Regions from separate parts of the Mus musculus genome. Here regions 1, 3, 4 and 5 are each linked to region 2. The links are chromatin contacts, called in public HiChIP or PLAC-seq and promoter capture Hi-C maps. All regions are on one chromosome and are shown on one strand. The core of a region is the stretch at or near the end of the contact, and the rest is flanking DNA. Distances in the headings are between cores, read along the strand shown.

What was found. Promoter capture Hi-C pulls out the DNA fragments that hold promoters and counts their contacts. HiChIP or PLAC-seq counts read pairs in DNA pulled down with a chosen protein or histone mark.
Region 1: an H3K4me3 HiChIP or PLAC-seq map of embryonic forebrain shows a contact between it and region 2, with 9 times the contacts expected there. The contact joins the promoter of Adam8 here to the promoter of Psmd13 in region 2. A contact is called at or near these places in 11 of 39 promoter capture datasets (the 3T3-L1 cell line, 3T3-L1-derived adipocytes, the C10 cell line and 7 more), 1 of 484 Hi-C or Micro-C datasets (bone marrow-derived macrophages), 7 of 115 datasets of contacts at active chromatin or transcription factors (bone marrow-derived macrophages, embryonic forebrain, forebrain and 3 more) and 2 of 9 other capture datasets (embryonic stem cells and liver).
Region 3: a contact with region 2 is called in a promoter capture Hi-C map of pre-B cells, with 9 times the contacts expected there. The contact joins the promoter of Gatd1 here to the promoter of Psmd13 in region 2. A contact is called at or near these places in 9 of 39 promoter capture datasets (the C10 cell line, cranial neural crest, hippocampal neurons and 4 more), 2 of 484 Hi-C or Micro-C datasets (CD4 T cells and embryonic stem cells), 5 of 115 datasets of contacts at active chromatin or transcription factors (extraembryonic endoderm stem cells, large pre-B cells, microglia and 2 more) and 1 of 9 other capture datasets (liver).
Region 4: a contact with region 2 is called in a promoter capture Hi-C map of pre-B cells. The contact joins the promoter of Pidd1 here to the promoter of Psmd13 in region 2. A contact is called at or near these places in 4 of 39 promoter capture datasets (the C10 cell line, cranial neural crest, liver and 1 more), 4 of 484 Hi-C or Micro-C datasets (CD4 T cells, CD8 T cells, double positive thymocytes and 1 more), 2 of 115 datasets of contacts at active chromatin or transcription factors (astrocytes and bone marrow-derived macrophages) and 3 of 9 other capture datasets (adipose tissue, embryonic stem cells and pancreatic islet).
Region 5: an H3K4me3 HiChIP or PLAC-seq map of the SCID.adh cell line shows a contact between it and region 2, with 6 times the contacts expected there. The contact joins the promoter of Olfr525 here to the promoter of Psmd13 in region 2. A contact is called at or near these places in 2 of 39 promoter capture datasets (hippocampal neurons and stem cell-derived epiblast-like cells) and 1 of 115 datasets of contacts at active chromatin or transcription factors (the SCID.adh cell line).

The regions. Positions count from the first base shown.
Region 1 is chr7:139,991,310-139,994,009 of GRCm38.p6, forward strand. Adam8 (a disintegrin and metallopeptidase domain 8) reads right to left here and starts at 1,253. Exons shown (of 24, transcript NM_001291066.2): 1 at 1,123-1,253; 2 at 37-137. The coding sequence starts at 1,162.
Region 2 is chr7:140,880,964-140,883,663 of GRCm38.p6, forward strand. It overlaps Psmd13 (proteasome (prosome, macropain) 26S subunit, non-ATPase, 13), which reads left to right and starts at 1,431. Exons shown (of 13, transcript NM_011875.4): 1 at 1,431-1,603; 2 at 2,537-2,615. The coding sequence starts at 1,509. It overlaps Sirt3 (sirtuin 3), which reads right to left and starts at 906. Exons shown (of 7, transcript NM_001127351.1): 1 at 800-906.
Region 3 is chr7:141,412,847-141,415,546 of GRCm38.p6, forward strand. Gatd1 (glutamine amidotransferase like class 1 domain containing 1) reads right to left here and starts at 1,279. Exons shown (of 8, transcript NM_172116.4): 1 at 1,156-1,279. The coding sequence starts at 1,219.
Region 4 is chr7:141,442,605-141,445,304 of GRCm38.p6, forward strand. Pidd1 (p53 induced death domain protein 1) reads right to left here and starts at 1,421. Exons shown (of 16, transcript NM_022654.2): 1 at 1,365-1,421; 2 at 364-749. The coding sequence starts at 673.
Region 5 is chr7:140,321,262-140,323,961 of GRCm38.p6, forward strand. It overlaps Olfr525 (olfactory receptor 525), which reads left to right and starts at 1,440. Exons shown (of 1, transcript NM_146956.1): 1 at 1,440-2,369. The coding sequence starts at 1,440. The coding sequence ends at 2,369.

The DNA of each region.
Region 1 (2,700 bases), core at 3-2,502, 890 kb before region 2:
CACAGGTTGTGTGGCCAGGCTAATGGGTAGACTTACCCAGTGGGAGGGCAGGGCTCTGCGGGAGCGGGATGCAGCTAGGCGCCGAGGCCAAACCACTTCATACTGTTTCACATGGGGCAAAGGAGGTCCAGGGGCTACTGCTTCAGGAGAAAGGGGGGTCAGAGGTCCAGCAGTGTCTAGCCAGAGTTAGCTCTTTTATCTGGGTATTCACCACAAGGCTCAGTGCCAGCAATGGGATCTGACCCCATGGCCCAGATAAGAGCTTTGTGCCTAAACCACCAGCTCCATCACACCAGAGTCAAGCTGTCTGAGCCCAGCACACCTGGGCACAGTGCCCCCAGAAGAACCTCATCCACTCACCCCACCCTTCCCCAGTGCCTGTTTGAACCTACACAGGCAGAACACATGTAGGCCCTATGGTCTGCCTGCCAGACATCTAGAGTTGACCTTAGCTACATGATCGTAGCTAACTGATGAACACACACCCTCCCTCAGGCTTTTCTCTCCCACCGGAAAACTTCCTGCTCAACAACTGATGGGGGACTGGTTTAGAGAGCACCTATCTGTAGGCAGGTCCAGTTTTAGAGACCACCTGCTGATCTCTTGCATAGGCAAGGGGCACAGCCACTTAACCCCAGGGTTGAGAGGTAAGAGAAGAGACCACTCCAGCCAGGGTCCTCCCAGGACAGGAAAACCAAGCCTCCCAGTGGGAGGCAGGATCCCATGCTGCTAGAGAACTGGGACCATCGTGCCTCTAGCTTCTGTCCCCGCCTAGCTAGAGTTATGCATCCCCCAGGATCCCAAAGGTGAACCTTGCTGCCTGGGACTCCTACAGCAGCAAGGGAAGCTGTCCTGTAAGTGCCACGCCTAGTGATGTCACTACTGTTCCTGTAACTAGCTCAATGAAAAAAGAAAAATCCCAGGAAACAATTTCTCTCACATTTCACTTTTGAAAAAAAAAAAAAATCTCAATTCTGACTTTTTCTGTTCCTACCTACTTTCTCCATACCCAGGGACCAGACCAACTCCAGGGAGGCAAGGTGAGCTGATCATGGTACATGGCCACTAGGCACACCACCAAGCAATGAATAGGCTCCTTGAAATCAAGTAGTCATCACTCACCTGGTGTCCATAAGACGCTGAGCAGCCAGAGGCCAAGCATGATGGGATCTGGAGCACACTAACCCTAGAGGTTCCACAAAGTACTCTCTTCATCACTGGCCTGGTACTTCTTTCTGAGTGCCCTTCCCACTGATCGGAACTGGCCAATCACTGGACCGCGGGGCGGAGCAAGGCGGGGCAAGAAGTACACACCTCTATACCAACACCCAGTTGGCAGCAACCAGCCTCCAGGGCAGTCTGGAGTTACAGAGGCCCCTCCGAAGTAACTTCTAGGTAGCTCCTATTGATCTCCCATGATTTTGGACAAAATTCATGGGAGATGGAGATGGTAAACAGACCAATTTGAGCAACTCTGCAGTTCTACAAGCTCCCAGTCCTGGTGGGGAGATTGTGGGATTGCCTCCCATGGCAGAGCTTTGGGAGTGCTAACTGGGTGGAGTCTAGCTGGAGGAAGATGACTTTTGGAGGGGAAGTGACTTATGAGCCTGAAATTTCAGAAGGGGACCCTTTGACTTTCTGGGCACTTGAAAGATGCAGACAGGGGCAAGAAAGGCAGTGTGGGCCCAGGACCAACTTGTGGGAGCTGACATTCCCAAAGCTCCTGCCCGGCTCCACGAGGCTTCTGAGGCCTCACTGGAGAGGCATATGCAGGGAGGAACCTGACTGATCCTTTTTTTTTTTTTTAAGATTTATTTATTTATTATATGTAAGTACACTGTTGCTGTCTTCAGACACTCCAGAAGACAGCATCAGATCTCATTACAGATGGTTGTGAGCCACCATGTGGTTGCTGGGATTTGAACTTGGGACCTTCGGAAGAGCAGTCGGCGTGCTTAACCACTGAGCCATCTCGCCAGCCCCCTGACTGATCCTTTGAGGTCCTACCTAACCTGTTAGGGGGTCCCGAGGCACCAGGCTCCTTTCCTGGATTCTGTCTTTCATGTCCTCAGGGTAGAGCTGACTCAGAGCCAGAGCTCTCAGCACCCCTACCATGGCCTGGCTTCCAGCTTCTCCAGGTGGGTCTGTTACTGTGGGAACCCAGGGCACTTGGGAATGTAGTCACGCCTGTTTATTATTTGTGGCACTGTTCGCTATACATCCTTGTGGGCACAGCTGTGGTCAGACCTCACAGACTTTACAGTTCTACCCCACAAGGGATAAGTAACCCAAGAGGAAAGGGAGACACCCAAACTACCAACAGAGCCTGACAGCTCGACCATAATGGGAAACTACAGGGTTGGGTTGGAGTCTTAGATCGTACCTAAGAATTTAAGCTGGGGCACACATGCTACTGTCACTCTTCTACCCTTGTGGATAAGGTCAGAAATGTAGCAATGGCTTAGGAATCTCAGCAGCAACCCGCTGCCTGAGGCATCAGCACAGTGTTCACTGCGAGGCTGTAATAGGTAGGCAGCAGCCAGAGCTCTCGGGTAAGGCTGACTTCCACATACACAGGATCTTAAATACTCTTACACTGCAAGTTAGGTGACAGCGAAAGTTCAAGGAAATGTGTTCTTAGTCAAATCAAAGGCAAAATCAAAACCTGTTGCCAGTAGCAACCATTGTCTTGTAAGTCCA
Region 2 (2,700 bases), core at 181-2,680:
AACCTCACTGAAAGGGTCACTCTGTTCTGGCAAGGACTCTTTACTGGGAGTTCCACCGAGCTACCTTAAAGATAGCCAATAGACGTCTGCTGACTTTTTTTTTTTTTTTTGAATATGCAGTGTGATGATTTCTCTCTAACTTAATATACTCACTTATTTCAAACTGAAAATATCCCTATTATTGATCACTCTCAGGACTCTATGAGACATGTTACTATTTTGCAGACAGTATGACTGTTGGTAAAAATTTTTAGTTTCACAACCTTTATGGGGGACAATTAAAACACAAGTAACAGCTGGATGTGGTGGCATGTGACTGTAGTCTCCGACGCTTGGAGGGAGGTGGAAGCAAGGTGGATCCGGAGTTCAAGGTCATCCTCCTTCACACAGCCAGCTGAAGGCCAGTTTGAACAAGAGACCAGTCTCAAAATAATACAAACCACGTAACCTTACCCAAGGCTGTCTACTGAGAATTTGTGGTCCAAATGGGGTGCAAACACGTTTATTTATCACGTTATTTGTAATAATTCAAGATTAGAAAGTATTCAATAAGGAAATGGTGATATAAATTATAAGACATCCATACAACGAACTTCTATAAAATATTTCAAAGACTGTGCTGCAATAGTTACATAGAAAAACACCTTTAAGGAGAAGGTAGTGATGGCCGGTCAGCAAAACCTTGTAGAAGGGCGCGCCTGCCGGGTCCTTACTCCCACAATTGCTTCCAGCTACCCGCCCCTAAAACGCCGCTGATAGCCTATCTGCGAGATCCCGTGTCTCCCCTGCCGTGGCTCACCTCCCGGACCCCACAGTCTGAGCGCGGCCAATGCCAGTCGACCGCTTAGCGCCATGATGCTCTGCAGGACGACGGCGCCTAGAGGGTCAAGCGCCATCCGAATCCCCGCCCCCGTGAGCCAAGCCCCGCCCTCTCGGCACTCTTACTCCCGCCCCCCCTCTGGCCAAGTGCCGCCCTCCGGCGCCTTCCCTCGGCCGAGCCCAGCCCAGCCCCCGCACGATAACCCGAAGTGTGGAAGGCTGTGTTTATGCCTGGTGCTGGCAGCTTCTCCCTCTGTGGGACTCTGACTTATTGGTTGGGAAGCCAAACCGGGAGATTTCATCGTTTTACGCCGCTCTCGACCTCCTTGAGTAGGCGGGTGATAACTAATGCTCTCTGAGCGATTTGCATCACACCTAGTCCTCGCCAAACGCCATCCGGTTTCAGAGGACCCAAGTCTGCAGGCTTGAGGCTACGTGACCAGTCAGTGGCTAGCTGTCCCCAGGCACCTCTACTCTTTAATGCCTCAAGGGCAGGGCCAGAAACCCGGGAGAAGTTTAGCGGAAGTCAAGAACGCGGTTACCTTGACGACCGCAACCCGTGAGGCTAGTGGGACGCTCCCAGCATGCCCCGCGCGCCCGCGGTGCCGGAAGTGAGCGAGCACTTCCGTGCGCCATCCCTGCCGGTTCTGACTGCTTAGTGCTTGTGTTGTTCCCAGCTCTCTGCAATCATGAAGGATGTGCCGGCCTTCTTACAGCAGAGTCAGAGCTCCGGGCCGGGCCAGGCTGCCGTTTGGCACCGTTTGGAAGAGCTGTACACGAAGAAGTGAGCTCCGAGGCTGGGGCGGGAGGGAGAGGACTGTGGGAGGGCCAGGGGCTCTGATCAGTCCGGAGGGTCAGGGATGTGGAGGAAAGGGGTCGAGATAGCCTTAGGAGCAGAGCTGTTAACAGGGTTCTGTATCTAGACTCCCTGCGTTCCAGCCTTACCAGCTTTGATAAGAACAATTACGAATTGCTGACTTTGATATAAGAATTTGCCTATGAAAAAACACCTCTTCCTCAGAACCTTTCCACATGACAATGTCCAGCAGTTAAAACTCTTAGTGATTTCAAGAGAAATTTTTCAGTGTTTAGTATGTACCTGCCTATATATGGTGTAACATTTTGTGTTTTTCAAAACACTTTTATCTCTATTATTAAATATTATCCTTTAGTCTTGGTATGAAGTATGCTATTTCGGTGTCCTAAAGGTTCATATATTGGCTTTTTTAAAGTATTGGCTTATTTCATCCTTCCTATTGACAGATAAGATTGAATATCAGTTTTCTATTCTGTGAGGTATTCAGCTAATAAGTAAGAGAGAATGGAGTTCAAAATATAGCTGTAGAATTCTAAAGTCACAACCAATGCCTTCAAGGCTGAAGGCATCCGTTTCTTCACATTAGGATGTGGGGCTGAGGGCTTTTTGTTTTGTAGGTTGTGGCATTGGAATTCCAGTTGACACTCAGAGTGGGAGTTGACGCTGTCTCAAAAAGTGTTCTCCAGTGTTACCTAAGAAAACTGAGTCTTGAAAGGATAAGTGACTAGGGGGTGCAAGCAAAGTCAGTCCAGAAATAGGCTTGAATTGGCTGGCGCTTGCTTTAACTCCTGGCTGTGCAGTGGGACCTGGGAAATACTTGGTGTTTGATGGGACCGTCAAGGCTGAAGGCATCCTTTTCTTCACATTAGGATGTGGGACTGAGGGCTTTTTGTTTTGTAGGTTGTGGCATCAGCTGACACTTGAGGTGCTTGATTTTGTGCAGGACCCATGCTTTGCCCAAGGAGATGGTCTCATTAAGGTAATGACTTACCAGACAGCTCAGACGATGTTGAATATAATTACAAACTATTATTATTCATTTTTATTTACTTTTAACGTGTGTG
Region 3 (2,700 bases), core at 29-2,528, 530 kb after region 2:
TCCAGTCCAAAGGTTTATTTGTTATTATAAATAAGTACATTGTAGCTGTCTTCAGACCAAATGGTTGCTCTCTCCCATCCTGGTCTTAAGACACCCTGTGGGTCTTAAGACACTCCAGAAGAGGGAGTCAGATCTTGTTAAGGATGGTTGTGAGGTTGTTGGGATTTGAACTCAGGACCTTCGGAAGAGCAGTCAGTGTTCTTATCCGCTGAGCCTTCTCACCAGCCCCCTAGCATTTTTTTAAAGACAGCATCTCATGTAGCCATTGCCCTCTCTATCCTCCTGCCTCCAACTCTGACACTAGGCTTTTGGCTTGTGGATTTTGTTTTGGTTAATATTTTGAGTCAGACCTCACTGTGTACTCCTGCTAGCCTGGAACTTGCTATATAAGTTCCAGACGGGCTCAAACTCCTGGAGATCCATCTGCCTCTGCCTCCTGAGTGCTGGGATTAAAGATAATTTTTAGCTTCTCAATCCCTCACTTTCCGACTCTCAAGGAAGGCCTACCTAGGAGCTGCTGTAGATTCTCTTTTACCTCTATTCCAGGGAGGAGCAGCACCCTCAGGCCCCTCCCACCCTCACCTGGGACGCTTCAGTGTGGAACCCAGAAATTCATCAGTCCAAGATCCCGACGTACCCTCGCGCTCACACCCACTTGCAGAGGTCTATAGGAATCCAGAGGGAAACCCCGGGCCGCAGCCCTGGGCTCCACCTCCCCACAGAGACTATCTCGGGCCAGTCGGTTCCCTAAGGACCCGTGAAGTAATCATCTGCCCAGCGCCCCTGACACACACCGGGCAGTTGGAACATGAAGCCAACAGACCCCTTCTGCGTGAGGGTCCCTTTTATGCAGCTCTTTCGAGCAACCTCTTTCAGGATCGCTTCCTGGAGGTGCACGAAGATAAACCCAAGATAGGGGGTAACAGAGAGGCAGAAAACACGGGCAGAGAGAGTACCAAGCCCCTGCGGCTCACTCGGGGGCAGGGTCATCTCTGCAGCCGCTGACCGTCCCTGTCTGCCAGCGCAGACAACATAGTAGGCCTGCGCCAGAGAAACAGATGCAGGGTCCCAGAATCTCAACTCCACAAACACAAACGTTTGCCCAGAGTCAGGACTGCAGGCCAGTGAGCTACACAGCTGCCCTGCGCGCCTCACCTTCGGAAGCGCCGCTGGCCACCAGGAGACACGCAGGCCTGCTTGGCAGCCGCTCGGACGCCATGGCTACAGCCCAGGCGGATATTTGTGCGAGGGATGGGGCGGGGCGGGGCTCGCCTGCAGAGAGCGGAATGCGCATGCGTGAGGCACGAAGGGCGGGGCTCGCCGGCAGGGTGCAAGGTGGGGTGGGAGAAACAACGCGGAAATTGAGTGAAGATGGGGGCAGTTTGCGCATGCGCATGGGGTAGTGGTTGAGTGGCAAGCATGCGAGGGGCGGGGACTGAGCGGGGGCGGAGCGGGGCGGAGCGGGGCGGGGGTTGGAGGCGGAGGCGGGGGAGGATACGCCCTGGGTCCCTGAGTGGTCGTTTCCTGATTGGAAGCCACCGGTACAGACTTGTGGCCCTAGGGCACATCAATTAAACCCAGTGGGCCGGGTAGATGTTTCCGAGTCCGAGTCTACCACAGAGCTACTACGCCTTGGGCCTTTGCCCGAAAGTTGAGCCTGGCTAAGTGTGTCAGGGAGCGATGACCGGTCGGGCGGACAGGGTGAGGGGCACAGAGTTGGGTCGTATGTGGGCGGGTCTTCCTCTGCCGGTTTGTGAAGATCCAGAAGATACCTGGGTCGGTTGAGTTTTGTATGTTCCTATAGAGGATGGAATGTCACTTCCTGAGCTGTGGACGCCTCTGGAGGTTCTGTTGAGTTTCCTGAGGAAAAGACCAGATTGGGGAGGCCAACCTGTATCTAAAGCGATTTACTTCTGTGGGACTCCTGCTGGGGCTTAGGAAAAGGAACCTGGAGCCCAGGATTGTGTGTTGTCTGAGTGGCGACTTTTGAAGATTCACAAGCCACAAGCTTGACTAGCCATCCTTATTAAATCCCCATCTATTGACATGAAACCCTGAAATTGAAGGGGTCAGATTGGCTAGTGTCCACATACTCACACAGTTCCACCTTTGTGCTGCCTCCAGAGTAACATTAAGGCACCAGAAGTGGCAGAGCCAGCAGTAAGCTTGAGTCTTGTGGAGAAAAGTATTTATATTGAATTCAACGCCCAGGTATTAGATATAATTTTGTAAAGAGACTACCATTCCAGGGAAATGTATAGACAGGGCAAATTTTACCCTTGAGGAAGAGTGTGCTGGAGAAAATGGTGAACAGCACCCCAAGACAGGAAGAGCATTTGATTTTGTTTTAACTCAGGTGGTGGCTGTTTCTTTTGCCCACTGACTGGAGTCCGACCTCACAATCTTATTAACTAGTCGGGAAAGACTCAACATACAAGAAATGGAGGAGGGGAAAGCAGTCCCTGACTGAAGGAGAATCACTGTTCCAGGCTAGTATAGAGAAATACACCTTTGGGTAAACAAAGCTTTTACTAGGTGGAAAGGATTAAACATTTGCATAAAAGTCTTACAAGGTGAAGGAGATAAAAATATTTGGATTCTTCATTCTTTTTTTTTTTTTTTTTTTTTTGTGTTTTTGAGACAGGGTTTCTCTGTGTAGTCCTGGCTGTCCTGGAACTCACTTTGTAGACCAGGCTGGCC
Region 4 (2,700 bases), core at 171-2,670, 560 kb after region 2:
GTCTCCCCCATTCAGCGCTGTCAGAGAAAGCCTCCCTTTTAAGCCAGCCAGAGGGACAAAGAAGACACCAGCTCGTAGAAGCTGACAGCATCACCCCAGGAAAACTGGGATCTACAGAGACCCGGCTGGGCACATTCAGGGTTCTAGGCTCAGGAGACAGAGCCCAGCGAGCCTCACTTTGGGGGAGGAAGGTGATAGGGCTAAGGACAAGGGACAGTTGTGGGGTAGGGGTTCACACCTGATGTGCGGGGAGAAGAGAGGTTTGGAGTTAGGGCTGGGACAAGGATGGCCTTTGTGTCCAAGAAGTAGAGTCAAAGCTGGACAGAGATGAGGACAGGGTCAGGAAGGAGCAAGGGTACTCACCTTTGAGGACCAGGGAGCGAAGGCGCAGCAGACTCCACGGAACCTTGGCTAGGGTGTCATCCAGCAGCTGAGGGTCCTCATGGGTGCTGAGCCGCAAAAACTCCACTTGCAGCAGCTGTGGGGGCTGCTGGGAACACAGGTACTGTAGCCGATGGCAGCCCCCTGGGCGTAGGTCCAAGTTCAACTGGTTCCCAGCCGGGAGAAAAGGTGCTCCAGGCCCGGCATCCACAGCCTCCAAGGTGGATGTTGCAGCATCCTCTGCAGCAGCTGCAGTTTCCTCCGGCTCCTGCCCCTCCAACACTGCAGCCATCACCCATGGAAGGTCCTCGGGGACCAGACATGTCCCAGCTTGCCAAGCAAGCCTGCTTAGGCAAGGCTGATAGAAGCTGGAGAAGCAGGGGGAGGAGTAGGCTGTAGGGGACCAGCTCCCCCTCCAGGTCAGAGCAACAATAACTCAGCTTGGAAACCCGGGAGCTCTTGAGACCACCAGCCCAAGAACCCTGGGCACAAGGGGTAGTGAGTGGAGTGGTCACTGCAGCCCTACGGCTTGCATCTGTGCTGGATCCTTCTGCCTGGGAGGGGCACCAGGCAGGGCGACTCTGAACAGCATAGCTTGGAGAACTCTGCTTAGATCAAGGACAAGGAGAGGGTTTCCACCTCAATTCTGGAATCTGCCCAAGTGATCCCTGATCCCTACAGGGCTCTGGAAATAAGGACACACTTTCTATCTTCACACCCAAATGCATGGGGAGAACCCAGAACCTTCTTCCACTGCAGACGTTCACTGTGCCCGAGAGGGTCAGTAAACAGTGCGAAGGGGAGCCAAGAGGACTTTGGGGTTCTTGTGCTAGGGTCCCATATCGCGGTCCCTAGTAGACACTCTTGAGCCACAATTCCCAATTCACACCTCCGTCAAATGGGGAAAGCAGAGGGGGTCTCGGTAGGTGAGGAATCGCTTTGGTCCCGCCTCTGGAGCAAACTTCCCGCCTCCCATTGAGTACCTGCCACGCTGATCTCCCCGCCAGTCTAGGCGCGCTCTGTGCTGCCTTCCCGCCGGCGCGCTTCCGGGCGGGCCACCCGTCGGGCTCCGCCCCTCCGGGCTAGCCAGTAGGAATTCTCCGAGGTTCTTATGGCTCCTTCCTTTTCTGTTGTTCGCACTAAGGGAAGCCGGTGACCCGCAGGAAAACTTACACTTTCAGATCTCTGCAACCCCAGACCTGTGGTGGCACTGCATAGTCTGGGTCTCAAGTGCATTCTAAGACAGGAATTTTGGGTTAACAGAGTATTGTCACACTCCTTGCTAGAAGCTAGAACCTTGAATGCTGGCTTCCTGGGGGGAACCGCTCTAGGAAAGTAGTTCTCAGTCTGTAGGTCGCGACCCCTTTGACAAACTTATATCTCCAAAAGATATTTACACTGTGATTCATAACTAGCAAAATTACAGTGATGAAGTAGCAGGAATAATTTCATGGTTGGGGTCACCACATCATGGGAACTGTCAAAGCATTAGGAAGGTTGAGACTCAGAGTCTCCAGGACTTCCATCTCAGGCTTTGCAGTGAAGTCCAGCTTATTGGAGCTAACCATTGATCATTACTGTGGGCCAACTCCCTACCTAGGCAGTGAGTTGCCTGGCTTTTCCTCCCTGACTTAGGTGGGTCTCAACACAAACAAACTTGAGATAGAAGTTCTTGCCTGCTGGGCGTGGTGGGCACTTCTTTAATCCCAGCACTCGGGAGTTCGAGGCCAGCCTGGTCTACAAAGTGAGTTCCAGAACAACCAGGGCTATACAGAGAAACCCTGTCTAGAAAAACCAAAAAAGAACTTGCCTAAGTCCTTTAGTTGATTAATATTGAAGCCAACACCCAGAATCCTCAGTGGAGCTGGTGGACTGGAAATGACCAAGTGACTGTTCTACAGTCTAAGTGATGGGCAAGCTTCCTGCAAGGCCTCTCTGCTTCCATTCTAGCACCTGCCTCTTTCTCACTGTTTCCATAAAGGTGCCAGATGGTGCTTTATAAAAACCAGCCCCAGGGGCTTAGTCTAATTGTGCTCACCTCAAGTGCAGTGCCTTTCTGAGATGGGAGAACTGCTGCCCCGGGCTGCACAGCAAGACCTGTCTCAAAAGCAATCATCCTAGGAATATTCCTTAAGTTTATATTAATGAGCATGGTGGTATTTGCCTTTAATCTGCAAATGAGCTCTTCACCATTGAGCCATCTCTCCAGCTATTTTGGGTATTATTTTACAGTTAAAAAAAAAAAAATCACAGCCGGGCAGTGATGGCACACACCTTTAATCCCAGCACTTGGGAGGCAGAGGCAGGCGAATTTCTGAG
Region 5 (2,700 bases), core at 190-2,689, 560 kb before region 2:
GAATAGAAATCTTGCCTTGTGGCTTGGCTCTGAGGCAGATTTGGGTCTCTAAAGAGGCATGGTGGTTTCCTGTGGATCTGGTACAGAGTTCAGAACTCAGAGCCACCTGTGGCCTGAATAGTTAGAAGCAGACAGTTACTAGGGTTGAGATGTAGACAGAGGGAATTTGGGGGGTTCAGTTGAGAGGCCCTGCCTTCTGTATGAGGCCCCTGGGATCTGCAGGGAAGGCTCACAGATAAATCTTTCCTTTTGTGGGCACAAGTATGGGTCTTGAAGTTTCTATGGGTAGCTTAGCTCTTCAATAGGAGGGGTTGGGGAATCATAGGCTCAGGTCCTTCTCTTAAGTTCACCCTGTAGGAGAAAGACCTTGATCTGTGCAATCACAGGGGGAAAGTGTCTTCCTTGTTCAGCACATACCCTTTGTGACTTCTTTGTTTTCACATACCCTTTGTGACTTCTTTGTTTTCATGTAGCCAACATCCCACTCATGGAGTCTCCAGGATGGGTGTGGGCCTGCTCATTCCCATCAGATAGTAGAAAGGGGCAGAGCTCTTTCTCTGCATGCTGATCAGTTCCTATTCTTCTCTACCTGAGAGGCCCATATGCTTGGAGAGTCCTGGATGATTAGAGATATATGTGTATAAGGTGAGGGGAAGATAGACTTGAAGCTGGGTAGGAGTGATAGCCTAGAAATTGGGGGCTGGCGTGAAGCCAGGTCCATGCCTTTCATGTTGTTTCCAGTCCTGGCACAGCCTGATACCTTCTCTGGCAGGCACAAGCCTTCCCAGGGTAGTGAGTGATACCTGTTGTCCTCGCTGGGTTTGTCATCCTCAAGGGAGTGATTTAGAGTGGCCACGTAGAAATAGACAGTTCTGGTATTTACAAAAGGGTTATATTCATTCCCCAAGAGCCAGGGCCATCTGTACCACCTACATGCCATTCTGTAACAGCTTCGTGTTCTGAATCTATCACGACCCCAAAACATACATCCTGGAACTGTTTTTATGCCTGCCTCTGAGAACCCTGGCCCACTCCTTGATAAGGTTGGTCTTCTCTAGGTTCAAAAGGTCTATGCTGTGGAACAGACTGCCCCTTAGTATGCCTTAGCTGCCTGGTGTACATGCTGAAAGGAGCTCCAGTTCTCAGAGTATCATAGGGCATGATCTATGTTAAATCAAACAGAAGCTGTAGATGGATATTGCCCATCACAGGCAGGGGTTCCTTCTGTTCTGGGTCTACTGTGTACAGAGTGGAGAGTTCATGCTCACACTGTCACACTGTGTTGAGAGATGATGTTATCAATTCTACAGAAACAGAGCATTGAGAAGCACTCCTACTCACGGCTGTCTGAACCCAGTGTGAAATGATGGCTGCCTCACACCTGGTGTCTCCTTGACCATCCCATCTGTGTCACAGTAACTCCCAGGACTCACTCTCAAATGGAAATAAACAATTACACAACTGTGGTGGAGTTTGTCCTGCAGGGACTCTCTGAGGACCCTGGGCTCCAGGCTCTCTTCTTGGCCTTTTTCTTGCTTCTTTACATCCTGGCTCTTGCAGGAAACACCCTCATCATCATAGCCATCAGCCTCAACTCAAGCCTTCACACCCCCATGTACTTCTTCCTTGCAAACCTGGCCCTGTTGGACATCGTCTGTACATCCACTGTTCTTCCCAAGCTGCTGGAGGGTTTGGTGGGTAAGAGCAGCCACATTTCTTATAAGGGATGCATGACCCAACTCTTTTTCCTGACCTGGTTTCTAGGGGCTGAGCTGCTGCTGCTCACTGCCATGGCCTATGACCGCTATGTGGCCATCTGTCGCCCACTGCACTACAGCATGCTGATGAGCTGGCCCATCTGTGTCCTGCTCGCCGGCAGTGTGTGGGTCATCAGTGCAGCCAGCACATCTGTGCACACTGGCTTGATGGCACGACTCAATTTCTGTGGCCCCAACCAAATTCGTCACTTTTTATGTGAAGTCCCAACACTGCTGCTTCTGTCTTGCAGCCCAACCACCCTCAACAACATCATGATTGTCATTGCAGATGTTTATTTTGGTGTGGTCAACTTTCTGTTGACTATGATATCCTATAGCTTCATCATCACCAGCATCCTGCGCATCCGCTCCACAGAGGGCAAGAAGCGAGCCTTCTCTACCTGCTCTGCCCACCTGGTGGTGGTTGTCCTGTACTACTCCACCGTCATCTACACCTATTTGCAGCCTGGCTCCGGATCCTCCTTGGAGAATGGCAAAGTAGTTGCTTTATTGTACACAGCAGTCAGCCCTACCCTGAACCCCGCCATTTATTCTCTAAGGAACAAGGATGTCAAAGTTGCCCTCAAAAAGTTATTTCCCTGTTTCCAATGAGGAGGCAGAAGGCAACAAATGTGACTTGATCAAGCTGTTGATGAACTATTTGGGATGTGTGACTGAGAATCTGATGTCCTGTCAGAGAACAGATAGGTAATTCATATGGATGTACATCTTCTGTGCTCTCATTGGAGGAGCCACTGGCCATTTTCTTTTGGAAGTGAGGACATCCAGGTTTGGGGTAGGCTGTGTGTTTATATCCTGGGTAGCTATCTCTTACGTAGAGCTTTTTGGTATCATGCATTGGAGAAAATCACCCAGACCCGGATATTGGACTAAGTCCTCTTAGTTTGGACTTGAGAAGTGTGTCTGGTGGCACCATGGTCCT